2 separate regions of the Mus musculus genome follow, and region 2 is linked to region 1. Evidence: chromatin contacts called from public Hi-C data. All regions are on one chromosome and are shown on one strand. Each heading gives the region's core, a stretch centred on a gene start, on an enhancer-like site or on the middle of the called end of the contact. The rest is flanking DNA. Distances are from core to core; before and after follow the strand shown. Region 1 overlaps Gm33566 (a long non-coding RNA gene). Region 2 has its middle 23 kb from the start of Adgre1.

Region 1 (7,536 bases), core at 3,412-5,911:
TTAGCTGCAAGAGCAGAGTACCTTATTAAGTGACTTGTGGCCTAATTTTTGGTGGAGATAAAATGGGATATGGAGAATGAACTCACAGCCATTGGAAGAAACATTTACGTATTGGTGTGTGTGGCATGGGAATACATATGTGCAGCAGCAGTATGTGTGTGCCTCTCTCCTCCCACCAAGTGGGTCCTCCGAATGGAGCTCAGGCTGTCAGGTTTGGTGGGCAGCTGTTTTTACCTGCTGTGCTTTCTTGCTGGCCCAGAAAGAACACGTAAGGTTTGGGGGAACATTTGAGGCCTGATCCTTAAGGAGGGCTGCGTAGGGAGAGGCTTATTTATGGGTTGGTTCCGAGCAGTGGTCCTCAACCCTCCTAATGCTAGGACCCTTTAATATAGCTCCTCGTGTTGCCGTGACCCTCCAACCATAAAATTATTTTGTTGCTACTTCATAACTGTAATTCTACTTCTGTGATGAATCATAATATAAATATCTGATATGTGACCCTTGAGAAAGGGTTGTTCGACCCCCAAAGAGGTCCGAGACTCATAGGCTGAGGACCTCGGTTTTAGAGGGTGGAGTCTTGATGCTGTGACAAAGTCCCTGAGAAAGCGCAACCAAAGGGAGGAAAGCTTATTCAGGCTTGCAGCTCCAGGGTGCCTGTCATTAGGGGTGGGGGGTGGGTGGGGGAGGGGGTGGGGGAGGGGGTGGGGGAGGGGAAGCGGGGAGGCAGGGAGGTGGGATGGCAGGAAGGCAGAGCAATGGCCTTAATATAAGCAGTGGAACCAGGAACACTGGAATCAGTGGGGTGACTGTAGCCGTTTTTTTCTTTCCATTGCCCAAGGGAGGGTGTGGGTTTTCCAACCCTCATAGGTGTCCCCTTTTGTTGACAAGATGACAACAACCGGCACTGTTTGTCCCAGCAGGGAGCTCAACGGCCTACAGCAGCTCTGTCTGTGACAGGGAGAGCTGTTCCCAGCAGACACCAAAGAGAGAGAACTTTGGGAGCGCAGCAAGCAAGCCCCATTCCCAGCCAGGCATTCTGCAAATGCTCCGTCCAGCAGCGCCACCTGCCGGCCACATCCAAGCGCATTCCCTTCCTCCCTTACCAGCTTCTATTAAAAAATGTCTTAGTGTGGATCTGAGTTCAAGGCCAACCTAATCTACAGAGTGAGTTCCAGGACAGCCAGGGCTATATAGAGAAACCCTGTCTTGTAAAACCATCCATCCATCCATCCATCCATCCATCCATCCATCCATTCAACCAACCAACTAACCAACCACTTACCCACCCACCCAACCAGAAAGTCTTAGTGTGTTGGTATGCATGCATTTGCATATACATGTGTGTGTATGTGTGCAGACAAATGTGTGCATGTGTTCTTGTGTTTGGGGTGCATGGTTATGTGCATGTACAGCTATAGGTCAATGCTGGGTATCTTCCTGTACTGCTCTCCATCTTGGTTCTGTGTATGTGTGTATGTGTGCAGACGAATGTGTGCATGTGTTCTTGTGTTTGGGGTGAATGGTTATGTGCATGTACAGCTATAGGTCAATGCTGGGTATCTTCCTGTACTGCTCTCCATCTTGGTTCAGGTTTTTTTTTTTTTTTTTTTTTTTTTTCTTCGAGACAGGTTTCTCTGTGTAGCCCTGGCTGTCCTGGAACTCACTCTGTAGACCAGGCTGGCCTTGAACTTAGAAATCCGCCTGCCTCTGCCTCCCAAGTGCTGGGATTAAAGGCATGCGAGTGTACACCGAGTCACTGCTTCAAATGTGTTCAGGAAAGTCACTGGTCCTGGCCTTCTCTAACCCCTGAAGGCTCTTCTGGCCATGTCCAAAGTGTGTGCTATCTCTAGAGCTGGCCCTATTACTACTGCCATGTAGTGACTTGGGTGAGGGAGAGATGCTTGTGGTAGGCAGAAAAGCTGGCCTGGAGGTCATGAGAGTGGGAGAGCTGGCCCTGCCCCTCACCTACTGCAGCACTTGGGAGAGCAGGCCCTGCTCCTTTCCTGGGCAGCATGGCAGAGCTTTTCCCTGGTCATGTGGTATTGGATGGACTGGCTAGAGGTCAGGAGAGCAGGAGAGCTGGCCCTACCCCTCGCTGGCGGCAGCATTGGGTGGGTTAGGTGGGGCAGTGCTGGAGAACACGTGCTTACTCACGGTGTGGGTGTGGGAGAGCTGGAGGGCTGACCAACTCAGCTCCCACTCAGACTCAGATCCAGGGCTATGAGTTGGCCCACCCCATCAACTATGCCATGAACTGCTGGGCCAGTCCTGCAGATCCAAAGCTGCAGGATCTCCATGACACAGGGCAACAACAGAGCATCTGAGAGGAATCCCAGTGAGGATACAGTATTGATAGTGTAGCAGAAGCCTTGGAACCAGACCAATGACTCACTGTAGTGAACATTTGCAAGTAAATATGTGTGGGCAAAAGGGAATACTGTGGGACACACTATAGCATACACACACACACAAACACACACACACACACACATATATATGTGTGTATACACACACACACACATATGAGGCTGCAAGGGCAGAGGACAGATACAAAGGGATGGGGGAGATAAGAGGGATTAGGATGCATGATGTGAAATTCACAAAGAATTAATAAAAAGTTAAAAAAAATAGGAACATTGGCTGTTGACTCCTGTCTGCTTCCCTTCCCCACAGAGCGGGGACATCAGACCCAGGTCACCCTCCAGCAGACTTCTGAGGCAATGAATGAACGAAGGGGATTGGACTGCTTTGGCCTGGGCTCTGTCATCTCTGACAGGGAGCCCTGAGTAGTCATTACAATATCCGGATGGCCCATCTCCTTTCTCCTGGACACCAGGACCACTAACTTGATCTTGTCAAAGTTTTGGGGACCTACCTCTCCTCATTTTCCTATTGTCAGGGTATGGGCACAACCTTACCTGGTGCTCAAGAGCCTGAGAACCAGATGGCCTGAGCCTTCCTGCAGACCCAGGGACCCACGAGACAGCTCTGGCTGACCCCAAGACCTCAGACTGTGCTCCCCCACCCCTGGAGCAGTGTCCCGCGGCTTCCTCATAGCCCGATACTTGCCAGGCACCTGCATGAGGTAAGAGCAGTCAAAACTTTTTGATGAGAGACAGTCCATGTTTATCCATACTGTTTACTGACTGTTCATTGTGGGAAATGGGTGTGTACTCACTTCTCGGGGTGGACCAGACATGAAGTACCTCTGCAAGAGGGGGGGGGGTGTCTTCAAAGGGAAGCTTATTGGCTAAATCCTCGGGGCCTCTAGTGTGGAGATCTCTGTTCTGGGCTATGTGACCAATGTCGGGAGTGTGGCATGTGTTCCTGACCTGGAATCTTAGTAGGGAGCAGGGAGACACCGAGTTCTGGGTTCTCTGATCTGCTCTACCTTATCAAGTTTCCTAACATGGTCCACTGCCCCACAAAAGTCGTATATTCTACCTATGTGCACGAAGTATATATACATCTTTATGAGAAGCCACTGCCTTCACAGCCCACCTTCAGTTTCCCCTTTGGCCCTCTCTCAGAGGCAACCTCTGCATAATCCTCCACCTGCCCTATACTCTTGCATGAGGCCTGTTGCATGCTGTGATTTTGTCCCTCTGCTTCAATTCATCAAGGTATCCTTCCTTCTGCCTAAAAACCCTAATACTGGCTGTCCCAGAACTTGTTATATATAGACAAGGCTGGCCTTGAATTCAGAGATCCACCTGCTTCTAGGCTGAGATTAAAGACATTTATACCACCAGGTTTTCCCAGACAATCTTTTACTGAACTCAGAGCTCATGGATTCACTAGGGAGGTGGCCATTGGGACCCAGAGGTGCTCCTGTCTCTGACTCCCCAGTGCTGGAATTACAGGCATATGCTGCCATTTCTTTTGTGGTTTCTGGGAGTTGAACCTGGGTCTTTCTTGCTTGTGTGGCAAGTTCTTTATGGACTGAACATCTTCCCATTCCCCAGGGCCCAAGCTTCTGAGACAGAAGGAGGGATCTGAGCCACATCCACTGGTGTCCTGTGAAGAAAATGCCCGGTTGAGTACAGTGTGGCTATCATTTGGTCACCCTGTCACTCATTTCCCCCCCCACCCCCCGACTGTACAGCTCAGAAAGAAAACACCAGGTGACCTCCTTTAAGAGTAAAACTCTCATCTTCCTTATCTCTGTCTCTGTCTATTTATAAGGGAATCTAGTGGCTTAGCCTTGGCAGTCAGTCTCAGGAATGAGGAAATGGCCAAATAAGGGAGACAAAAGTAGGGAGGAAGGACAGGGGACATGGTGGTGCCATGTTCTCCATGTTTGAGCCTGTCAGAGCTCTCCTCCCTCTCTCTCATGAGCGCACACATCTCTCACACAGCACACTTGGACCTGGACAGGGGAAGCACACTTCAAATATTGACACCACAAAATAATGGCAACCAGGCTAGAGAATGGAGGGACCTTTTTATCCCATTTCGTCTCCACTCAGAATCTAGTGGAGAAAAAAAATGAACCATTTGCTCCAGCAGCAGACCCTAAAGTCCAGGAACAGGACAATAAAATTACCCACTAGAGGAACAGCTTAAAGATAGTCACATGACTAGGAGACATCTTATCTCAGGATAGGCCATCTGCTGGGCAGCCCATTCTGCGGTTAATCATTCAGGATGCAGAAATGCAACCCACGAGAGGCATCCCAGCACCTTTTAATACAGTCTTAGATTACCTAAGTCTAACAATAAAATAATAAACCGTCTACCCATTGTAAGTGTAGGGTACTTTGCTTCTGTAGTTGATCTGCCTGTCTGAGTTGTTCCTGGGGCTAGAAGCTGCAGTCTCTGGTTTAGCACCTCATAGTAAAACAGTGGGAGGTTTTTGTTAGTAGCCTTTGTTCTATCTCTGCAGGAATCCCAAGCCTCTAAAGTTGAAGTCTTAGGAAGAAAAGGGAGGGAGGCCTGTCTTTGTTCGTTGTTCTCATCATTTTTATGACTTTCAGAGTGCATTATCACATGGTAAAAAGTTCACTACAAGTTTGCAAATAAATTGAAATCCCAGGTTTATAACAGAGAATGTTTATATGCATAGCCACTAGGAAGGAGGCTTCTAGTTCAGTTCTGTCTGGGATCCTGTGCCTAAACTTGTGATATCTCAGCAGTAGAGTGTTCTAGTTCAAGTTCTAGGACATAGCTAAGGGCACTGGCATTAGCCTAAACTGCTGGGGAAACTCTTGGGCTCCCCTGAAGAATAACTTGAAGAGATGTTTCTAATGCCTAGCACTGGGGATTTTGTTAAATTATTTATGGCACTTGTGGGGGGGGGGCACCAACACTCCAAGTCACATGACTCCATTTAAAGCACATACTCATAGATCTATACATTTTATATGTGTTGTAAGTAAACATATAACATTACACCTCTTTGTGGATTTTTAAATCCCCTTCCCTCTCCCTCCCTCTGTATTGTACCAATTTCCAAATTCCTCCTTCACAGCAGTGTCCTAATGCTCTCTACCTCTGCAGCTCCCACTTTTCCTGCCATGGTCCATCTAGACTTTCCTGGTTCCCATGTTTTCTCTGGATTTCTTCACTTAGTATAATATTTTCTATTTCCATCCAACTACCTGCCAAGTTCATGATTTCATTTTTCTTTGTAGATGAATAGTTATTTCATAGTGTATATGTAGCATATTTTCCTTATCCACTCACCCGTTTAAGGATGTTTAGGTTGTTTCCATTTTTTTCCTATGGTGAATAGAGCAATGCACATGGCAGAACCTGTATCTGTGGAGAAGAATGATGAATCCTTTGGGCAAATGACAAGGAATAGTATAGATGGGCTGTAACCTTAATTTTTCCAAAACCTACTTTTAATAAAGTTCTTAAAGGCCTTAACCTCTCTTCTAGCCAACCACCCAGCAGAGGTAGTGAAAGAGAAATGTTATTAGGATATGAGGGAAGTGGACCTATTTAGAAATTTTTCATTGGAGCAAATCCTATCTGCTTTGTCAGAAAGTCAGCAGTTCAGTCCACATGAGTTAGCAGTGGCAGTTTGATTCACTCAGAAACACTTCACTGATATACCAGCAGTCCAGTTCACAGGTCAGCAGAGGTGGCATGGCCTAGTAGGAGTAGCCAGACCTCAGCCAAAAAAAAGCATGAGCCAGCAGAAGGAACCAGGACCACCAGGGATTCCAGGAGAAGTTCTTGGCTGTTCCTCTTTCAACTAAGCAACGGTCAGTGAAACCATGAGACCAAGAAGTGTTGTAAAGCTATCTCTACAAGCAAGCTCCTGTCTCAGTAAGTTGAATCCCGTTTATACTCCCTCCAAACATCACATGTCTTCCATGGGTCTTGCCTCACCATGTGTCTTACTTCAGCACGTGAGTCTGAATCAGCTGGCATCACTCTGCCAATCGGCCTGAGTGCATAGAAGTGGCAAGAAGCCAGCAGCATATCTCTAGGAATTTTTTGGTGTGTTTCTGTTTATGGAGTCATGACAAATGTAGCCTCAGCAACACATGTAAGGAGAGCCAATGCATGTGTGTCTTTAGTGAATAATCCATCATCACTCATTCTTTCACGCACTTACTTTAGCAAAACATCCTTTCACTTGTGTCTGCTTCAGGAAAACAATCCTTCACGTTTGCCCCAGCAAAACACCATTAGACAGAACTGACTTTCCAAAAAACAAACAAACAAACAAACAACCCAAAATTTCAACTTCAATGAGTCATATGTAAGATTCATTTGTAGCTTTTGGGAATTCTGCACACTGATTATAGAGTGGCCGCAGTGAGTTTGCAATCCCACTAACACTGGGTGGAGGGCCCCTTTCCCTATATCCCCTCCAGGATTGGCTGTCTGTTCTCATGATCTTTGCCATTCTGACAGAGGTAAGATGAAGTCTCTCTGTTTTTCTGACTAACATTCCCTAAAGCTAGGGGTGATTAATTTTTTTGAACCATTCCTTAGCCATTTTTATTTTCTCCTTTTGAGAACTCTATTTTTAGATTCATAGGCTATTTTCAAATTGGGCCATTTGTTTTCCTGACTCTTCTTTAAATTCTTTCTGTACTTAGGATTACTAATACTCCATCCAGATGTATAATTTTACAGCTAGTGAAGACTCCCTCTCACTCTGCAGATTCCTCTTTACTTGGTTCATGGATATATGTATGTGTATCTCTGAGGTTATGAATTTGAAGGGGAGTTGGGGAAAGTGTGAGGGGTGGAACTAAACTGCAATTTCTAAAAGTTACATAGTGAGAACTTGTTAGTGCTGCCCATGGGTGTGTAGCGCTCTACAGAAAATCACTGAGAAAAACTGACAGGGAAGGGGTGGAGCTACTGAGCCTCTCCCTGTCCCTGATGGTGCTGGTTGATCAGTCTTGAGCAAGTGACGACATCTGCAGTTAGTTCTTCAGGGCTCCAGCTGTCGTGTGTCAGCATTTCACTGCTTTCTGCCTTATCCTCCAGGTCTTGCATTCTTTCTTCTCTGTTTTAAAATTGTAGTTTTGGGAAACACTCAAATTATATAGCTTCATATTTTATTTTTAT
Region 2 (7,536 bases), core at 2,476-4,975, 160 kb after region 1:
GGCCACGCACTCACTATATAGCCAAGGGTGATCTTGAACTCCTACTCTTCCCGTCTCCACCTCCTAAGTGCTGGGCTGAGAGGTGTGCACCACCAGGCCCGGTGGATGGAACCAGGGCCTCGGACATGACAGATGACAGCTCTACCCACTTAGCCACAGCTTCACCCAGCACAGAGAAATCTCTCTTCTCATGGTACCCTATTTCGGTTGTGGATGGACTTGTGGGGATAGGATTCCATCTTTTTACCACCACAGACTGTAGCTCGTTCTCTCCTATCTGCCATCTGTCTGTCTGTTCTCTTGGCTTCGGACTTCTGTTTATTTTTTTTGGCATGTTTTTAATGGTGGATATTACTTAAACCTAATAATGAACCCATTATTATGATATTTCCATACATGTATTATTTATTTTGATCGTATCCTCCGTCATTCTCTCTTGTCCCCTCCCACTTCAGCTGATTTCCTTCCTTTTCCTACCCAGTCTACCTTCTACTCCCATGTCTGATTTCTGACAGACCACAGAATTCTATCAGGGCTGAGATGAGAGGCAATTACAGGAGTGTGGGCCGCTGACTGTGGCTATATCACTGAAGAAATTGCTATCCTGTCCCAGGAGACCTTGAACTGTCTATCAATCCCAGGAAGGGGTGGGGCCTCATGAGCCCCTCCCCCTCCAATTGTTAACTCTATTAGTCACCAGGAAGGGGTGGGGCCTCACGAGCTCCTCCCCTCCCAACTCTATCAGTCACCAGGAAGGGGCGGGTCCTCATGAACCCCATCCCCTTACCTCTGTTGATTGTTTCAGAAAAGGCCTGTGCATCAGACTGATTCGTTTCAACATATATTATTCATGCCTTGGCATCTCTTTCTTATTGAATAGACTTTATTTTTAAGACTGTGGTTAAGCACAGCACACAGTCTACCATCCCTGCCATTGTGAGTGTTTTAACTATTGCTAAGTGTATTCATGGCCCCAGAACCAATACCCACCTTCCAGAACTTTTTCATCATTTACATTACACCCACCACCCTCTGGCCCCAGGCCTTGGCAGTACCCCCCTCTCTCTCTGATTTGACTTTACCTGCAGTACTTTAGGGCTAAGTCAAGAGCTAAGTAACTGACCTTTTTGGGTGGATTTCTTTCGATCGGCTGGGATCACCATTACCAAGCTCAAATAAAAGAAGGGCTAGCGTTGGTGGCCAATGGGACAGGACTTCAGAGTGTACATTATTTAGGAAGGCGCCATTGTATCGAACATCCCCATGGCCCAATATTAGATCCAGCTTTGTGGGCGGTGGAGAATGTTGGTTGAGACATAATGGACTTGGAGGTCATCTCACCCCCTGGAAAATTGACGGTACATTACCAGAGAGTCAGGGACATATTTTTTTGAAGGCACAGCATCGTGATGTGTCTGGAGAGAAGGCTCAGAGGTTCAGAGTTCTTGCTGCACAAACATGAGGACCTGAGTTTGAGTCCCCAGCATTCAGGAAAGATCTGGGCTTGGCCAACCCTGGGCAGGAGAATTGCTGGGACTTCTGGCTGTCAGCCAAGCTCTGCATTCGGCAAGAGACTAGGTATCAGGGGAATGAGTGGGGAGTGTTAGCCTCCAGTGGCCTCCACACCTGTGACGGTATAAGCACCTGCATATGTAGAATTACAGGTGTGAGTACATCCCACATAGCACACACACTAAAAAAAGCTGAGTCTCAGGGCTAAGCTGTGTTCTCAGCACCCTAGTGCAGTGGTCACAACCCCTTTGGTAGTTGAATGACCCTTCCACAGGGGTTGCATATCACAATATCCTGCACATCAGATATTTACATTACAGTTCCTAACAGTAGCAAAATTACAGTTAACAAAGTAGCAAGGAAATAATTTTGTGGTTGAGGAATTGAGTTAAAGGGCCACGGCTTTAAGAAGGTTGAGAATTACTGGTCAAGTGGCTAACAGAGGCCACAGCACTGCCTGGTTCTCTCTCAGGAAAGTCAGTGCCCGAGTGCTGTCTCACACACATTCTTGGCCAACGATAGACTATGGCACAGGAGTCTGGTCTGAAATGCTTATCACGTCTGAAGGGTCTGCCTTCACTGTAGGGAGAGTCACTGGATTTGCGGGCTTCAAGAACTGCATTAGAGTTCACTAGAGGAACAGGACTGATAGAATCAATAGGTATCAAAGGAAGATTTGTTCGTCTGGCTTATCTGATACAGCCTGGGCAGTCTATAATGGCTGCCTGTATGCTGCCAAGGCCGAGAACCTGGTAGCAGCCCAGTCTATGAGGTGGGTGCTGCAAAGTCCAGATCTGAAGGCCTGGGGTGGGGGGATTTCTGGAGGGTCCCAGGTCTTCAATGCATGTCAGATAAGGATTGTAGGAACAACACAGGGGCAGTAACAGAGTGGAGGAGCTCTCCAGGAAGGGGCAAAGTCCCCCCGTGAATTTCCCCAGAAGCACGTCTCTCAGCTGATTCAAGTTCAAGTTCAAGTCCACAGTCAAGGTTAACCATCACAAGCACCATGGTAACAGAATGCTGCCTGCTCCCATGGTTCTCCCATGAAAAAGAAAGGCTGAATCATGCGATGCTGAGGAGTTAGAGGTCACGAATCTGCTCTTGGAGCCATTCCAGCCATGCCCAGAGTGTTCAGTCCATCTTTAAGGCTCAGGGTGGCAGAAGTTTGTATTAGTCAGCTCAAGTTACGTTTTGCTGTAGTGACTGCCTACGGTGGGTTGACTTGTAGGGTCTGTGGGGGATTGATGTGGGAAGACCCAGCCTGTAGTGGGCCACACCATTCCCTAGGCAGGGATCCAGAACTGTGGAGAAATGAGCATGCTGGCCTTCACTTCTTCATTCTTGACTGTGGTTGTCACGCGGCCAGCTGTTTGAGGTGTGTGTTCTAACTGCCCCACAAAGATGGGCTGTAATCTAGACCTGTAAACTCAACCCCTAGCTTCCAAAGCTCCCTTTTTTTTTTTTTTTTTGGTCAGGATATTTTATTATAGCAACAGAAACTAGGCCAGTCCTCAAAATACTCTCCCTACACTGTTCTAGGGATTTAAAAACATGGATGAAGATGTGGGAAATCGGACATAAGCTTCAAACGCAGGGGCAGACATCCAAGCAGGACCGGTCCGAGGCAGACAGCTGGACGTTAAAGGCACGATCGCCCCCTCGCGGACATGTGCGGTAATGACACAACGTCTGCAGCTGGGCGGGTCGTTTGCAGAGGGGAGGAAAGACGGAAGAGATTGAGTTTATTTGTGGGTGTGCACACGTGTTTACTCACAAGTCTGTGGATATGAGCCTAGAGAGGCCCCCAGGAAGGGACCCTGGTATTTCTGGCATCTCCACCCAGTCTTCTAGAAGGAATGGCCAGCGGCACTACTGGATGATATGGTGTCTTCAATTTATTTTTAGTTTATTTTCTTTTCTGTTTTTTATTTTTATTATTTATTTATTTATTTATTTTTTTGAGACAGGGTTTCTCTGTGTAGCCCTGGCTGTCCTGGAACTCACTCTGTAGATCAGGCTGGCCTCGAACTCGAACTCAGAAATCCACCTGCCTCTGCCTCCCGAGTGCTGGGATTAAAGGAGTGCGCCACCGCTGCCCGGCTTAGTTTCTTATTAAATTTATTTGATTTGTGTTTGTGTGAACGAGTGTGTGAGTATCCCGAGAGCAATAGGAGGCCAGAGGACATTGTGCAGGAGTCAGTTCCCTTTTTCTATCGTGTAGGCCCTAGAGATTAAACTCAGGTCATTAGGTGCAAAACTTCTTTACTTGCTGAGCCACCTCACAGCCCCTACCCTTCAATAATTTATTGTTACATATTTTTCTTAAAAAATGTTTACAACTTATTTTTATCTCTAGTGATTTCTAGGTGGATCTGAGCTTCATTTGTTGAATTGGTACTCTGGATAATTTTATTATTTTTTAAAAGAGAAATGCATTTATCCGAAACAATGACCCTTGTACTGGTGGAATTCCAGCCTATGAAGTCAGGCATAGACTCCAGCAGGCTGTGTTTCCTTGTCTGTGGCGCCGAGGCCCCCATTTTTCACTTCAAGGAACACTTTGCAGTCTAACCACACAGCGCTCACTTGCAGCCCTGTGCTGCCACCTAGCGTCCACGAGTGATATGGCCCCTGGGTTCAACTGTGTATATTCCCCAACTCCTCCCAGATCCGCTGTCATCCAAATCGTCTTACAACACCATGCCTTCTTTTTAAATTTTAAATAGCCCATCCAGTTTAATTTGGGGTGTCCATGTAGTACTTGGTGTGTGGCTATCCACTGGGGCATGGTCAGCCTGCGGGGTCAGGGGCATAGTTTAAAGAAAACTGCCTCTCCCTCCATCAGCAGCCATCAACTGTCCAGCTCCTCAGTTAGGGTGGGCTCATGAGCCCTTCCAACTCCTGCTGTAAGGTTGACTGGTCTGATTATAAGCAGCAGCCACAGGTGCTGTAGTTTATTAGTACCGAGATCCTGCTTCAGTCGTGCCTGACTTCTGGCTCTTACAGTCTTCCTTGTCTCCTCTTGGGGAGAGGGTTCCACCTTATTTTTTTGAGACAGGTTCTTCTATAGCCCTGGAGTTCAGTAAGTAGGCTGGCCACCTTGGGGATACATTGATCTCCACACCTCCCTCTCTCCAGGGCTAGATTATAGAACTTCATTTCCATGCCTGGACTTTAAGTGAGGGTGTGCAGAGCTCACTCAGGGAGCTTTGCTTGCTTAGCAAACACTTACTGACTGAGCCTCCCCTCCCCCCACAGCCTGGGTCTCTCTATGTAGCAGATCAAGGCTGGATTTGTGCTTATAATCCTCCTGCCTCAGCCTCCCCAGTATCTGAGATTTCATAACCTGCACCACGAGGTTCAGCTAGAGTGAGCAGTATCTGTTTTAATAAAAACTTAGGCTGGCTGTGGTGACAAAGGTCTTTTATCCAAGCACTTGGGAGGCAGAGGCAGAGGCAGAGGCAGAGGCAGAGGCAGAGGCAGAGGCAGAGGCAGAGGCAGAGGCAGAGGCAGAGGCAGAGGCAGAGGCAGAGGCAGAGGCAGAGGCAGAGGGAGAGGGAGAGGGAGAGAGAGAGAGAGAGAGAGAGAGAGAGAGAGAGAGAGAGAGACAGAGAGAGACAGAGAGAGACAGAGAGAGAGAGGCAGAGAGGCAGAGAGAGAGAGAGAGAGTGAGAGAGAGAGAGAGAGAGAGAGAGAGAAAGAGAGAGAGGCAGAGGCAGGCACATGCCCTTGAAACTAGCCTGGTCTACAGAGTGAGTTCCAGGACAGCTAGGGCTACACAGAGAAACACTGTCTCAAAAAACAAAACAAAACAAAACAAAACAAACAAACAAAACAAAACAAAAAACCAAACCAAACCAAACCAACCAACCAACCAACCAACCAACCAACCAAAAAAACCCAAACAAACCCCAAACCAAAATCCAAACCAAAACCCAAAACCCCAAAACCAAAACCAAAAACCAACCAACCCCTCCTCCCTCCCCCACTAAATGGGTGTGTGTGGACAGGGCTCAGTAGTGAATACACTTGTCAGTTTCTGATGACCCAAGTTCATCCTCTGGAACTCTTGTGGTGGAAGGTGAGGACCATTTCTTGAAAGCTGACGTCTGACCTCCACATGCACACAGCAGGATACACATTCAAACAAACAAACAAACAAACAAACAAACACATGAGAAAGGACAAGGCGATGGTTGAAGGGGAGGGGGATGCTAACTGCCTCGAGAGGTCACCATTTCACTCGTAATCTACGTACCAAATTGTTAAGGTGTGCATCACCCGACGAGGAAAAAAAAAAAAAAAAAAAAAAAAGGAACGGAATAAACCACACAGCCTGTGTACTTTGGAGTCTCCTCAGCAAGGGAGGTGGAGAGGAGGCCGGTGGGATTGAGGGATAGGCTGCACACACACAGAACCTGGATCCGTTTGAAGTCCTAATTAGAAACCAGCGTCTCTGTGGATGGTTGTGCTTTTCCTGAAGCGTGCTGGCTGGCCCAGCTGCTCCAGTGCTCGCTCCACAAACGTGAGGATCCATGTCTCGACTTGCGGATTCTAGGGTAGCGAGGAAGACCCCGTCTTAGGAAAACACATGTGAGTGGCACAGATTTGACTTAGGAGGTTAGAAGACCAACCAACAAGGGAGGGCACCAAGTTGATAATGGTGGGCAGACGAGAGGAGTTGGGAGCGGGAGGGGGAGCACATGTAGGAAGTTCTCAAAGAACTAATGAAAAATACATTAAAGCAGACAGTGGATGCTGCGTGATGGAGAAGATTAAGGTTGGTCTGCACATGCGCATGCAGGTTCGCACGCACCACCACCCCACCTTGCCACTGAAATTGATGGGCTATATTTAATTTTTTCAAATCCTTTCTGATTCTTAGAAGCTTTGCCTTATCAAGGATCATGATCTCCTGCTTCACTCTGACAAAGATGAAACGCAATAAACAAGATTTGCAAACTTCTCCTTTCTGAGTTTCCGGTAACCGTGGCGACCATGGTTCCAAATAAAGGGACAGCTCTTCCCCGGAATTCAGACCGGACCTTCTTTTCTCAGTTAGTTCTTTTTTATTTTCAAAAAATATGATTACTTTTATTACTTTTTCAAGAATTACATTTATATATTTTTCAGTGTCCCCCTTTTTTTTAAAAAAAAGAAATTAAACCACTTAGACTTATTTTATGAGTGTTTTGTCTACATGTATATATTTGCACCATATGCATGTTTGGTGCCTACAGAGGTCAAAAGGTGACAGAACTCCTGGAACTGGAGTTATGGATGGTTTTGAGCCACCACATGGGTACTGGGAATTGGCCGTTGGCCTCTCTGAATCTCCTCTGGTGTTCCCACTTTGTTCTCTAGTTTTTCCGTGGTCACGATCATCTCCTGGGGTAATGTCTCACTTCGTTTCCTGTCTAGCCGTTTTTCAGCCCATCCTGTGACCTTCATCCTTAGACTTCTTTTCTCTCTTCATCTCTGTCTTTCTCTCTCCCTCCATCTCTTTGTACCTCTCCCCTTCTTTCTCTCTTCCTTCACATTCTTTACATTTTATTAGCATCTCTTTACTAGCCTGTATTCATTGTACATACTGGGTTTATGACATTTTCACACACACACACACACACACACACACACACACACACACACACACACACACACCATTTTGATGATATTCACTCCCTTCCTGTCCCCTCCATTCCTGCAGATCCCCTCCCAACCAGTCCCCTCTCTACTTTGAAGCCTTTTGTTTTTAGTGACCCAGTGAGTTTTTTTTTCTTTTTCTTTTCCTGTTTACTTATTGATTTACATCCCAAACTCTGCTTCCTCTCTTGGTCCCTGCCTTACAGAGTCCAGTGAGTTTAATTATGGTCACTTAGGAGCATGGCCGACTCACCAGTGATCACACCACTCTACTGCAGCAAGCAAGTGTCTTTTCCTCTCCCAGCAATCACTAATTGCCCATGGTTTTCTCCCAGGGATCGTGGCCTTTTGAGCCCCTTCAGCCTCCGCGGCAGGATGTCC

Evidence for each region. Hi-C and Micro-C count contacts between places; a contact is called where the count stands out from the background.
Region 2: a contact with region 1 is called in a Hi-C map of the G1E-ER4 cell line, with 5 times the contacts expected there. The contact joins two enhancer-like sites. A contact is called at or near these places in 3 of 15 datasets of contacts at CTCF or cohesin (embryonic stem cells, large pre-B cells and pro-B cells), 51 of 484 Hi-C or Micro-C datasets (3T3-L1-derived adipocytes, the G1E-ER4 cell line, the N1E-115 cell line and 27 more), 8 of 115 datasets of contacts at active chromatin or transcription factors (the HPC-7 cell line, bone marrow-derived dendritic cells, bone marrow-derived macrophages and 5 more) and 1 of 9 other capture datasets (embryonic stem cells).

Annotation. Positions count from the first base shown.
Region 1 is chr17:57,166,195-57,173,730 of GRCm38.p6, forward strand. Gm33566 (a long non-coding RNA gene) reads left to right here. Exons shown (of 7, transcript XR_876893.3): 5 at 918-1,164; 6 at 2,900-3,085; 7 at 3,966-5,598. Among named protein-coding and RNA genes, the nearest start is that of Cd70, 20 kb to the left of the region's middle. Within about 2 kb of position 4,662, at least 8 of the 459 cell types and tissues checked have an H3K27ac peak or open chromatin away from gene starts, as enhancers often do. A contact at or near this core is called in the G1E-ER4 cell line, where this site is marked.
Region 2 is chr17:57,331,761-57,339,296 of GRCm38.p6, forward strand. No RefSeq gene overlaps it. Among named protein-coding and RNA genes, the nearest start is that of Adgre1, 23 kb to the right of the region's middle. Within about 2 kb of position 3,726, at least 49 of the 459 cell types and tissues checked have an H3K27ac peak or open chromatin away from gene starts, as enhancers often do. A contact at or near this core is called in the G1E-ER4 cell line, where this site is marked.